2 separate regions of the Sus scrofa genome follow, and region 1 is linked to region 2. The links are chromatin contacts, called in public Hi-C maps. All regions are on one chromosome and are shown on one strand. Each heading gives the region's core, a stretch centred on a gene start, on an enhancer-like site or on the middle of the called end of the contact. The rest is flanking DNA. Distances are from core to core; before and after follow the strand shown.

The links. Hi-C and Micro-C count contacts between places; a contact is called where the count stands out from the background.
Region 1: a Hi-C map of liver shows a contact between it and region 2, with 4 times the contacts expected there. The contact joins the promoter of LOC110261034 here to the promoter of NR1H2 in region 2. A contact is called at or near these places in 3 of 47 Hi-C or Micro-C datasets (heart right ventricle, liver and subcutaneous adipose tissue) and 1 of 2 datasets of contacts at active chromatin or transcription factors (alveolar macrophages).

What each region holds. Positions count from the first base shown.
Region 1 is chr6:55,742,810-55,747,880 of Sscrofa11.1, forward strand. It overlaps LOC110261034 (myeloid cell surface antigen CD33-like), which reads left to right and starts at 3,055. Exons shown (of 6, transcript XM_021094852.1): 1 at 3,055-4,140. The coding sequence starts at 4,116. It overlaps CTU1 (cytoplasmic tRNA 2-thiolation protein 1), which reads right to left and starts at 2,934. Exons shown (of 4, transcript XM_021094859.1): 1 at 2,761-2,934; 2 at 1-320. The coding sequence starts at 283.
Region 2 is chr6:55,237,036-55,241,889 of Sscrofa11.1, forward strand. It overlaps NR1H2 (oxysterols receptor LXR-beta), which reads left to right and starts at 1,501. Exons shown (of 10, transcript XM_005664782.3): 1 at 1,501-1,657; 2 at 1,771-1,905; 3 at 2,446-2,510; 4 at 2,597-2,728; 5 at 3,031-3,321; 6 at 3,404-3,675; 7 at 3,868-4,047; 8 at 4,632-4,731. The coding sequence starts at 2,465.

The DNA.
Region 1 (5,071 bases), core at 1,805-4,304, 510 kb after region 2:
GGTAGCCGCCGATGCCTTCGTCCACGGCCACGAGGCGCAGCGAGATGCCCAGGCGCGGGGCCAGCTCGCGCAGCACGTGCGCCAGCACAGTGGAGTCCTTGCCACCCGAGGCGCCCACGGCCACCACGGCGCCGGGCGGCAGCAGGCGGCCCGCTACCACCGTGTGTAGCACCTCGGCCTCAAAGGCGGCGCAGAAGCAGGGGCCGCACAGCGCCTGGCCGGAGCGGGGACGGCGGAGGGCTGCGCGCGCCTTGTGGCAGGAGGCGCACTGCGGGGCGGGCATCGTGGGGTCCAGGTGAGGCGGGACGGGACGGCTTCTCCTGGGTGGGGAGAGAGGGGAGAAGGGTTACACGAGGATTCTGGATTGCCGGGGTCCTTGCCCACAGAAAGGCTGCCGGCATGGTGTCCGTGTCAGGAACAGACCAGGGCCAGCAGAATGCGCGCAGAGTAGGTGTCTCCCAGAATAAGAGAGGGTAATACGCACACAAGTGATCCTTGAACAACGTGGGGGATAGGGACGCAGTTAAAATCCGCCTAACTCTGCAGCCGGCCCTCCACATCGCTCCTGATCCCGCATCCACGGATTTCACAGCAGTGCTGTATCTTCTCTTCATCCTCCCAAGCATCTTACCTCACTTTTCCTAAAAGCTTATGGCCTTTTGCTCTAACCTCACGTCCCACTTGCCTTCAGCCGCTCTGGTCTCTACTCTCAAGCATCCCAGGAAACGCCTACTGCAAAGTGTCCGCAGTGCCCTTCCCTCTGCCCAGAGGATTCTTCCCTGTCACTGGGCCCAGCAACCAGCCCTCAGGACCCATGGCCGTGACCATTCGGCACATCTGTCACAGCTGAGCAGCGACCCCTTGAAATCTCCTCACCCCACCTCCTCCCCCGGCTTTGACTTGATTCGCCCTCCCTCTCCTGGTTTATCTCCTGCTCAGCCTCTAGTCTCTTTTGGAGTCCTCTTCATGGTTCTCAGGTCCTGCCCAGGTCATTTTTTCCTCGTGGGTGACTCTGGATGATGAAGTCCACCCGGCCGGTCCTCTAGATGCCCCATTGAGGATCCCTGATGGTCCCCTTGGATCTTGGGTGCCCAAACGGACCCCCAGGCAGAAACCTGTTCTTGCCCAGCTGTTCCCTGTCTTCCCAGACCCCCACCACCTTCCGCCCAGCTTCTCTGAAGGCAGGACATAAAGCCACCCTGGATTTATCTCTCTTCTCCCCCTAAATCTACAGTCACTCGGTCCCGGGAGTCTGCCTACAGAACAAGGAAGACCCAGGCAGGAGATGGGTCTGTGCAGATTGTCAGAGGCTAAGAAGCCAGGATACAGAAAGAGATGGGAGCCATGGGAGGATTTTGCCCTAAGAAGGGGTATAATGTAACTTAGGTTTTAAAGGGATCTCTTTGGCTGCAGTGTGGGGAACAGACAGTGGCAGGCAGGGGTAGAGACAGGGAGGCCACTGAGGAGGCTATGGCAGTAGCCAGTGAGATGACAGTGGCCTGGACTAGGGGGTTGGCAGTGTAGAGGACAGGAAAAGGTGGGATTTTGGATCTATTTTGAAGGTAGAGCCACCCTCAGGACTGGCACAAGACTTGGACTGGGGTGGTGGGTAGGGTCATGAGAAAAAAAAGAGGAAAGAGGGATGACTTGGAGGTTTTGGCCTGAGCACCTGGGAGGATGATGGGACCATTTAGTCATGGCTGGAGGGGTGGGGGATGACGCTGACCAGAATTCTCCATCTGGACAGGTCAGGTTTGATGTGCCTGTTAAGCATCTTCCCTTTGAAGACTTGATCAACCCCAGGCTGGGTCAGGAGCCCCCTCTGGGCTAGCAGAGCCCCTTGTATGCCTCCATCTGCACTGGATCTCGACTCTACCCTTCATGGTGACAGGTGTGTACTGTACTGTGAGCCTGGAGGGGGGAGGGGGGAAGGCCCTCCCAGTCCCCTCGGAGAACAAAGGGAAGGCAACATGTGACATCAGCACCTGTGTGCACATGCACGATTCTGTAACAAGGTGCCATAACCTGAATCCATGGATCTATAACTGTCCACTCAGAAATTACAGAATGTATGTTACCTTATAAGGGGGACAAAGAGACCAAAGCAGGGAAAAAAATAATCATAATAACGGAGGATATGTAAGACCACGCCCCACTGTGTTGGAGGCTCAGCCTTTGGATATGAACCTGCTAAGCCAGTGCGGGCACGAATATATGCTGTTGCCTGGCAAAAAGGTCTCGGTGTCCTGTCTCCCTGTGCGTAAGTCCTGCAACAAGCCCAATAAACGCAGGGACAGGGTCTGCTTCCTCCACCACTGACCTCCCCTGCCTCGAGGTGGACTTGGCACAGGATGGGTGCTCAGTAAAGTTCTGAGGGATGAGGGAATGATAAATGCCCCCGGAAAACGGGGCCCAGGCCTCAGGGATGCCTCCGGATTGCAGCCTTGTCAGAAGGACCCATGGGATGTAACATCATTCTATCAGGACAGAGTAGGGGCAATGCGGACGTACCCAGCTAGAGTCAGGGGCAGGGAAATGGTCGAAACTCAACCTGAGGGGGGGAGGGAGGGTGCGGGCCAGAGACAGGCCAGGCCGCAGGGTCCGAAGGGGGATGGTGGCCAGAAGGCCTCTGGGATAACAGGCGCTGGGAAAACTGAGGCGAGTGTCATCACTCCCACAGAGACCTTCAACCCTCAGACGACACCGCAACAAAGAGCGGGCGCTCACGGGCGGACCAACTCGAGGCGGGGGAATACTCACCTGAGGAGAACTCGGGGGTGGATCGTCCAAACCGTCTGACACGCGGAACTCCGGCACGGAAGTGGATCCGGAGACTACAACTCCCAAAAGACCTTGGAGGCTGCCTTGCCTACGGCTCCCAGAATCCCATGCAACGGCTCCTGAGGCACTTATGGTTACCAGGTCCTCTTGGCTTACAACTCCCAGCAACCTTTGTGGCCCCATTTTTCACTCTGCCTACCGCTCCCAAAATGCACTGCCGCATGCACCGCCCTCTTTCTTTTCTGCGCCTGCGCAGGGGGCAAAGGCCGTAGCGCATGCGTTATTTTGCTGTGGTAGTGCTCTCTCACCGTGCTGGACGCTTAAAAGGCGAAGTGACTGTGTTAAAATTATATATTTTTGTAGCTAGGCTTTTATAGGGATTATAGAGCATAATGTTTTTACCCTCTGCGATGGGGTTTCGGTGGGAACCGAAGGTTTGGTCGCGTGTGTAAAAAGAGGAGATGGGACATGCGCAGTACAGAGATTCTGAGAGGAGCGGTTCGCCCTGGATGCACGCGTGCCCTGCAGGACTGGTTCATGGTGCGCCTGAGCGTGTCGGCTGGGGAGAGGGAGCAGTGTGTTTGAGAGCCGAGGCCTCTGCGCGTGCGTCAGCCGTCGACACTCCGTCTTCTGAAGAGTGTTCCAAAGACTCAGATTCCTGAAACCCACCAGTCCCCACGCCCAGTGTCATAGAGACTCAGAGTTTCAGAAACTCAGACCCTTGAACTAAAGGAGCCAAGAGACCGGGGACTCGAGAGGCAGCTCTCACCAACCAGCACATCTGTCATATTGAACCTCTTGGATCCAGACATAGGGTCTCTGTTCTTTGTGATCAGCCCCCCCTGCCCTGCCCCCCGCCAGAGATGCAGTCAGCGCTTAACTCTGAATCAGCACCGCGGACAGCACACACCCCTCCTCCCTTTCCAACCCAGGAGCCAGAGCACGTCCTGGGCAGAGGCCCCATCCCTGCTGGGGTAGAGGTGGGGTTGGTCACAAACAGATCACAGAACTTGGTAGCTGGTGGAGGATTCCCAGCACAGTGGTAAAGTGAGAACGTAACACCTGCGAGCCCAAGATTATCTGCAGAACTCACATCCCTTGTGACTGCCTGAGAGCCCTTACTTGGCCTGTACCTCTCTGAGAACTCCCTTTCCAGTCCAGAAGAGCTAGAACTCCACCCATCCCTGGCCTTTGCTGCCCTCATCACAGGCACTTTCGCTATGGCATTGGATTGCCAGGTAACCTGCCTTCCAACCGGATGTTACTTTCCTCAGAGACAAGGGCTGGATCTTTACTAGAAACCTGAAGGCACAGTGTAGACGACTGGTGAATGAATGAAATTTCCTCTCTCACCTCACGGTAAGTGTTGACATTTCTTACCTCTAAAATTAATATAAACTTCCTGGGAAATCCCTGGTGCCTCAGTGGGTTAAGGATCTGGCATTGTCAGATATGGCACAAGTTCCATCCTCAGCCTTGGAATTTCCACATATATTGGGCATAGCCAAAAAAAAAAAAAAAGTTCCCATTGTGTCTCAGCGGGTCAAGAACCCAACATGGTCTCCCTGAAGATACAGGTTCGAATCCTGGCCTTGCTCAGTGGGTTGGGGATCCGACAAGGAACTTCCGTATGCCACGTGTATGGCCATAAACAGGGAAAAAAAAGAAAGAAAATGAACATGTAAGCCATACATTGGGAAAAAATCATATCTATATATCAGTCTATATCTACAGAGCTATAGATATAGATAAGTAGTTATAGATAAGTAGATAGATATCTTTTTCCAAAAGGGAGGTTGAACTTAAATATATAAAGAATTCTTTCCTACCGTATAACACCGGGAACTATGTTCAATATGCTGAGATTAAACCATAATGGAAAAGAATATATAGGAGTTCAGTTGTGGTTCAGTGGTAATGAATCCGACTAGTATCCGTGAGAATGAAAGTTCAATCCCTGACCTCATTCGATAGGTTAAGGATCCAGCGTTGCCTTGAGCTGTGATGTAGGTCGCAGACACAGGTCAGATCTCACGTTGCTGTGGCCATGGGTAGGCTGGCGACTACCGCTTCAATCTGACCCCTAGCCTGGGAACGTCCATGAGCCTGCAGATGCAGCCCTTCAAAAGGAAAAAAAAAAAAAAAAAGAATATATAAAAAATGTATATATGTATAACTGAATCACTTTGCTGTACCACAGACATTAACACACCATTGTTAATCAACTATACATCAATAAAAGACAGTAAGAGAATAAGAATGGGGGGTAAAAAGAATCCTTATTAGTTAG
Region 2 (4,854 bases), core at 251-2,750:
TTAAGGATCCGGTGTTGCCCTGAGCTGTGGTGTAGGTTGCAGACACAGCTCGGATCCCTCGTTGCTCTTGTGTAGGCCGGCAGCGGCTACAGCTCCAATTTGACCCCTAGCCTGGGAACCTCCATATGCCACGGAGTGGCCCCAGAAAAGCCAAAAAACAAAACAAAACAAAAACAAACAAACATGTAACTGAACAAAATCCTGAAATGCCCCTAGGGGGTTGCTTTATGTTTGAAAAAAATTCTTTTTCCATTTTATAGGCAATTTCTGTGTTTATCATAAGCTTCATGCTAAGGATGGAGAATTCTGGTGAATTGTAAATAGTATTGTGCCATTCTATCATTTGCTTGGGGCCAATTAAAATTTGTTTTACATCTGTACATGTTAAAAAAAAAGTAAACACAGAGTTACTGTAGAACTCAGAAACTCCACTCCTAAGTACACGGGAGTTCAGTCATCTCCCAATGCCGTGTTAGTCACTCTGCTTTATTGGTAAACAACCTCGGGTGGAAAATCCCACAGCTTGAAGGCCACGCTGGAATGGACAAAACAAGTCAAAAGAGACCATAGAGTATATATTCCCATTTTAAAATTTTTTATTGTTTATTTTTTGGTGCAGAAACCCAGGAACGAAATACTCCCATTTTTTAAAAAATGCTTATATGCTCGATATAGATCTAATTGTAATTGAAAAGACTTTGGAACAACTCTCATCTTCTACCTGTCCAAGTATTGAGTTTTCTTTTTGCTTTTCTTTTTTGGTCACGCTGTGGCAGGTGGAAGTTCCTGGGCCAGGGAATTGAACCCGTACCACAGCAGCAACCCGGGCCGCTGCAGAGTCAACACCGGATCTTTAACCCCCTGAGTCACAAGGGAGCTTTCTTTCTTTTTTTTTTTTTTTAATTCTTCCTATCACCAAATTATTTATTTTATGGCCCCACTTGGAGCAAATGGAAGTTCCCCGGCCAGGGACTGAATTCAAGCCCAGCAACAGCCAGATCCTTTAACCCAATGTGCCTGCCAAATGGAACCCGCACCTCCGCAGTGACCCGAGCCACTGGAGTCGGATTCTTAACCCACTGGCGGGCAGCAGGAACTCCCGAATTATTTTTAAAATACATTTTTTTTCTGCGTCTAGGTATGTAATTAACTTATTTAAAACCAACAAGCAGCTCAGTTCCAAAATCTGAAAAAATTATAACAACCAAAAAAGAACAAATACGCTTTAGAAGAGCCATGGGGGGAAAAAAGCTGTAGCCGGGGAGACGACGCCGGTAAATCCCGCGAGCCCAGGGAGGCACAGGGCAGAGTTTAAAGCAACACTGGGCGGGGCAGGGAGGTTTGGGACTAGCCACGCCGCCCTCCCGCCCCACTTTGGATTGAATGGAACCGGAACTCTTCTTCCGGCCTTCCGTGGAGCTACCCGGTAACGCGAACTTCCGGGCGGCAGCCGCCATCCGTAAGAGACAGCCGCTTAGGCTACCCCTAGACGGACCGGAATTCCGTCATCCTGACTCCACGCCCACTTCCGGAAGTGACGCGTGGTGGGGTTGCCGGAAGAAGTGGCGAAGTTACTTTTGAGGGGACCCTAGTCGCGGCGCCGTGCCAGCAGATACGGAGGCGGCAGAAGAGAAGCAGAACAAGGGGACGAAAGCAGGTGCACCCGAGTGTGGGGAGACGCGGGAGGAGCCCTGGGCCTGGGGCTTCCCGGCGTTCCCCGCGCTGCTTGGCTCAGCCCCCTCCTCTCCTTCCACCCCTTCCCTTCCTTAGCTCGCGCCGCCGCCGGCTGTTTCCAGGGCAACAAAAGTAGGAGACCCCCACAAGAAGCCGCCCACGAGACCCTCGCGCGCAGCCATGAGCCCCGCCCCCCACTGGTGTTCGGAGAGGGGCGGGACCTGGAGAGAGGTATGGGGGCGGAGCATCACGGGAAGGGGTGGAGGCAGGATGTGATGGGAGGGGGTGGGGCGGGGCCTGGAAGGGATGGGGAGACCTAGGAGGTGTGGGCGGAGCATAATGGGAGGAGGTGGGATCAGAATGAGAGATGAGGGCGCTTCCTCGGTGGAGGTGGAGTGAAGTCTGAGTAAAAGTAGGTGGGGTGAAACTGGATGGGAGAGAGGAAGTGAGGGTAGAGCACTTGAAACTGCAGGGACGAAGGGACGGGACGTTTCTGGAAAAAGCGGGTGGGCGGGATCTAGGAGTGGTTGGGGTCTAGGGGAGGGCGGGGCTTGGCCCTGCTGAGGGCTGTCCTGGAGCATAAGGGGGCGTGGCCTGTTAGAACTGGGTGGGAGGGTCCGAAGGCTGTCAGGGGCTGGGAGTGGGGTTTGTACACAGTAGGGTGAAGAGTCTGGAAGAGATGAAGAGGGAGGTGCCCCATTGAGACCTGTGGCTGGCGTAACCTGACCCTCTCTGGCCCCACAAGGCTCTCAGGCCCCCTGTATTCTGCAGGCTGCTCCGTGACCCCACCATGTCCACCCCCACCACGAGTTCCCTGGACACCCCCTTGCCTGGTGGTGAGTGACTCTCCCCCACCCAGCCACTGCCCCCCCGCCCCATCAGACTATTGTCAGGAGAAACCCACTGTGCCTCCATCTCCCAGGTAATGGTCCCCTTCAGCCCAGCACTCTGTCGTCTTCATCCGATGGAAAGGAGGATGGCCCTGAGCCATTGCCCGGAGGGGCGGACCCTGATGTCCCGAGCACTGACGGGGCCGGCTCAGCCTCCGTTGTGGGTGAGATGGCGCCCAGGCACACGGACTGGGGTTGGTATGGAGGTTTGAGGTGGGATCTAGGAAGGGAGAAAGAGCAGAAGCGGGGCCGGGCAGCGCTAGTTCCTCTCCCAGGCATCCTTGCCACCTCTTATTTTGGTCCACTGAGGTTCACTGACATACACATCTTTCTCTCTCATCGTCATCTCTCTGGGTCACCCTCTTCACTCTGGTTCTTTGCCTCCGATCTTTCGTGGATGTTTCCCTTCTGGCCACCGTTTATCTTTGTGGATTTGTCTCTCATGGCTTCTGTCCACTCATGCCAGTCATCCTAGACCCAGCAGAGGAGCCGGAGCGGAAGCGAAAGAAGGGCCCGGCTCCAAAGATGCTGGGCGACGAGCTGTGCCAAGTGTGCGGGGACACGGCCTCCGGCTTCCACTACAACGTGCTCAGCTGTGAAGGCTGCAAGGGCTTCTTCCGGCGAAGTGTGATCCGAGGCGGGGCCGGGCGCTATGCCTGCCGGGGCGGTGGAACCTGCCAGATGGATGCCTTCATGCGGCGCAAGTGCCAGCAGTGCCGGCTGAGAAAGTGCAAGGAGGCTGGGATGAGGGAGCAGTGTGAGTGCCAGGAAGGAAGCGGTGCCAGCCTGGCCCCTGCCCAGCCCTGGGGCTTCTGTTGAAGCCCGTGTCTCCCCACCAGGCGTCCTCTCCAAAGAGCAGATACGGAAGAAGAAGATTCGGAAGCAGCAGCAGCAGCAGCAGCAGCAGTCATCACCCACAGCGCCCGGAGTCAGCAGCGGCTCGGCTTCTGGGCCGGGGGCCTCCCCTGGAGGATCCGACGGGGGTGGCCAGGGCTCTGGGGAAGGCGAGGGCATCCAGTTAACAGCTGCGCAGGAACTGATGATCCAGCAGTTGGTGGCGGCCCAGCTGCAGTGCAATAAACGCTCCTTCTCGGACCAGCCCAAAGTCACGGTACTGCCCCTTCCCCAGCCTCGAGGGGTGATGGGCCCCGAGGGGTCAAGGCCCCAGGGGAGGATGTGGCTCCAGAGGGCAGGGGCTTTGAGAGGAGGGGCTCCTAGGGAGTTTCGGCTTTGTCTCGAGGGGCCCATAGCGTTGGGCCCCTGGGAAAAGTCCTGAGAGTAACCTGGCGCCCCATATCCCCAGCCCTGGCCCCTGGGCGCAGACCCCCAGTCCCGAGATGCTCGCCAGCAGCGTTTCGCCCACTTCACGGAGCTGGCCATCATCTCAGTTCAGGAGATCGTGGACTTCGCCAAGCAGGTGCCTGGCTTCCTGCAGCTGGGTCGTGAGGACCAGATCGCCCTCCTGAAGGCATCCACCATTGAGGTAATGGCCAGCCCTCCCGGCCTCAGCAAGGCCTTTCCATCCTGCCCTCGGAACCCAGCAATAAGCCCCAGGAAGATGCTGGGAGCAGAGGGACAAGCAAGACTCCAGTCCTTGTCCTTGTGGGGATGACATTCTACAGGAGACCTAAGCAAGTCATCAGAGCCTCCCACGAGGCATGGAGAGAAAGGAAACAGGGCCTGAGGCTCTGAGGATAATTGAGAATTGGAGTAAGCATTGAGTACCTAGTGTGTACACCTGGCCCTGTCCCTAGTGCTGGGCGTGTGGCAGTGAACAAAACAGACAAGCGAGCTCTGCCGCAGGCCTCACACCCACTCAGGAGAGTGTCCTGAGCGGAAGAGGCTGGGGGTGCCGACCCTGGAGGAGGGAGAGAGCTCAGAGGGTCCCCCATGCTGCCTGCAGGCCGTGTGGCTGGGAGAATGGGGGCCAGAGCCGGGAGGGCTGATCCCAGCAAGTGGGCGTCTCACTCAGGCCGGGGGAGGGGGACAGTGGCTCAGGGCTCATAGGGGCTCCTTAAGCCCCTGCTGACCCCTCTCCCTGCTGACCCCTCTCCCCGCCTGCCTCAGATCATGCTGCTGGAGACGGCCAGACGCTACAACCACGAGACAGAGTGCATCACTTTCCTGAAAGACTTCACCTACAGCAAGGATGACTTCCACCGCGCGGGTGAGGCCAAGGGCAGGCTGGGCGGTGGGGGCTGGGCAGTGCCCATGCTGGGTCCCTGCTGGCCCAGAGGCCTCGGACCCTCTCATTTCCGTCTGAGCCGCCTCCGCTTCTTCACATCCCAAG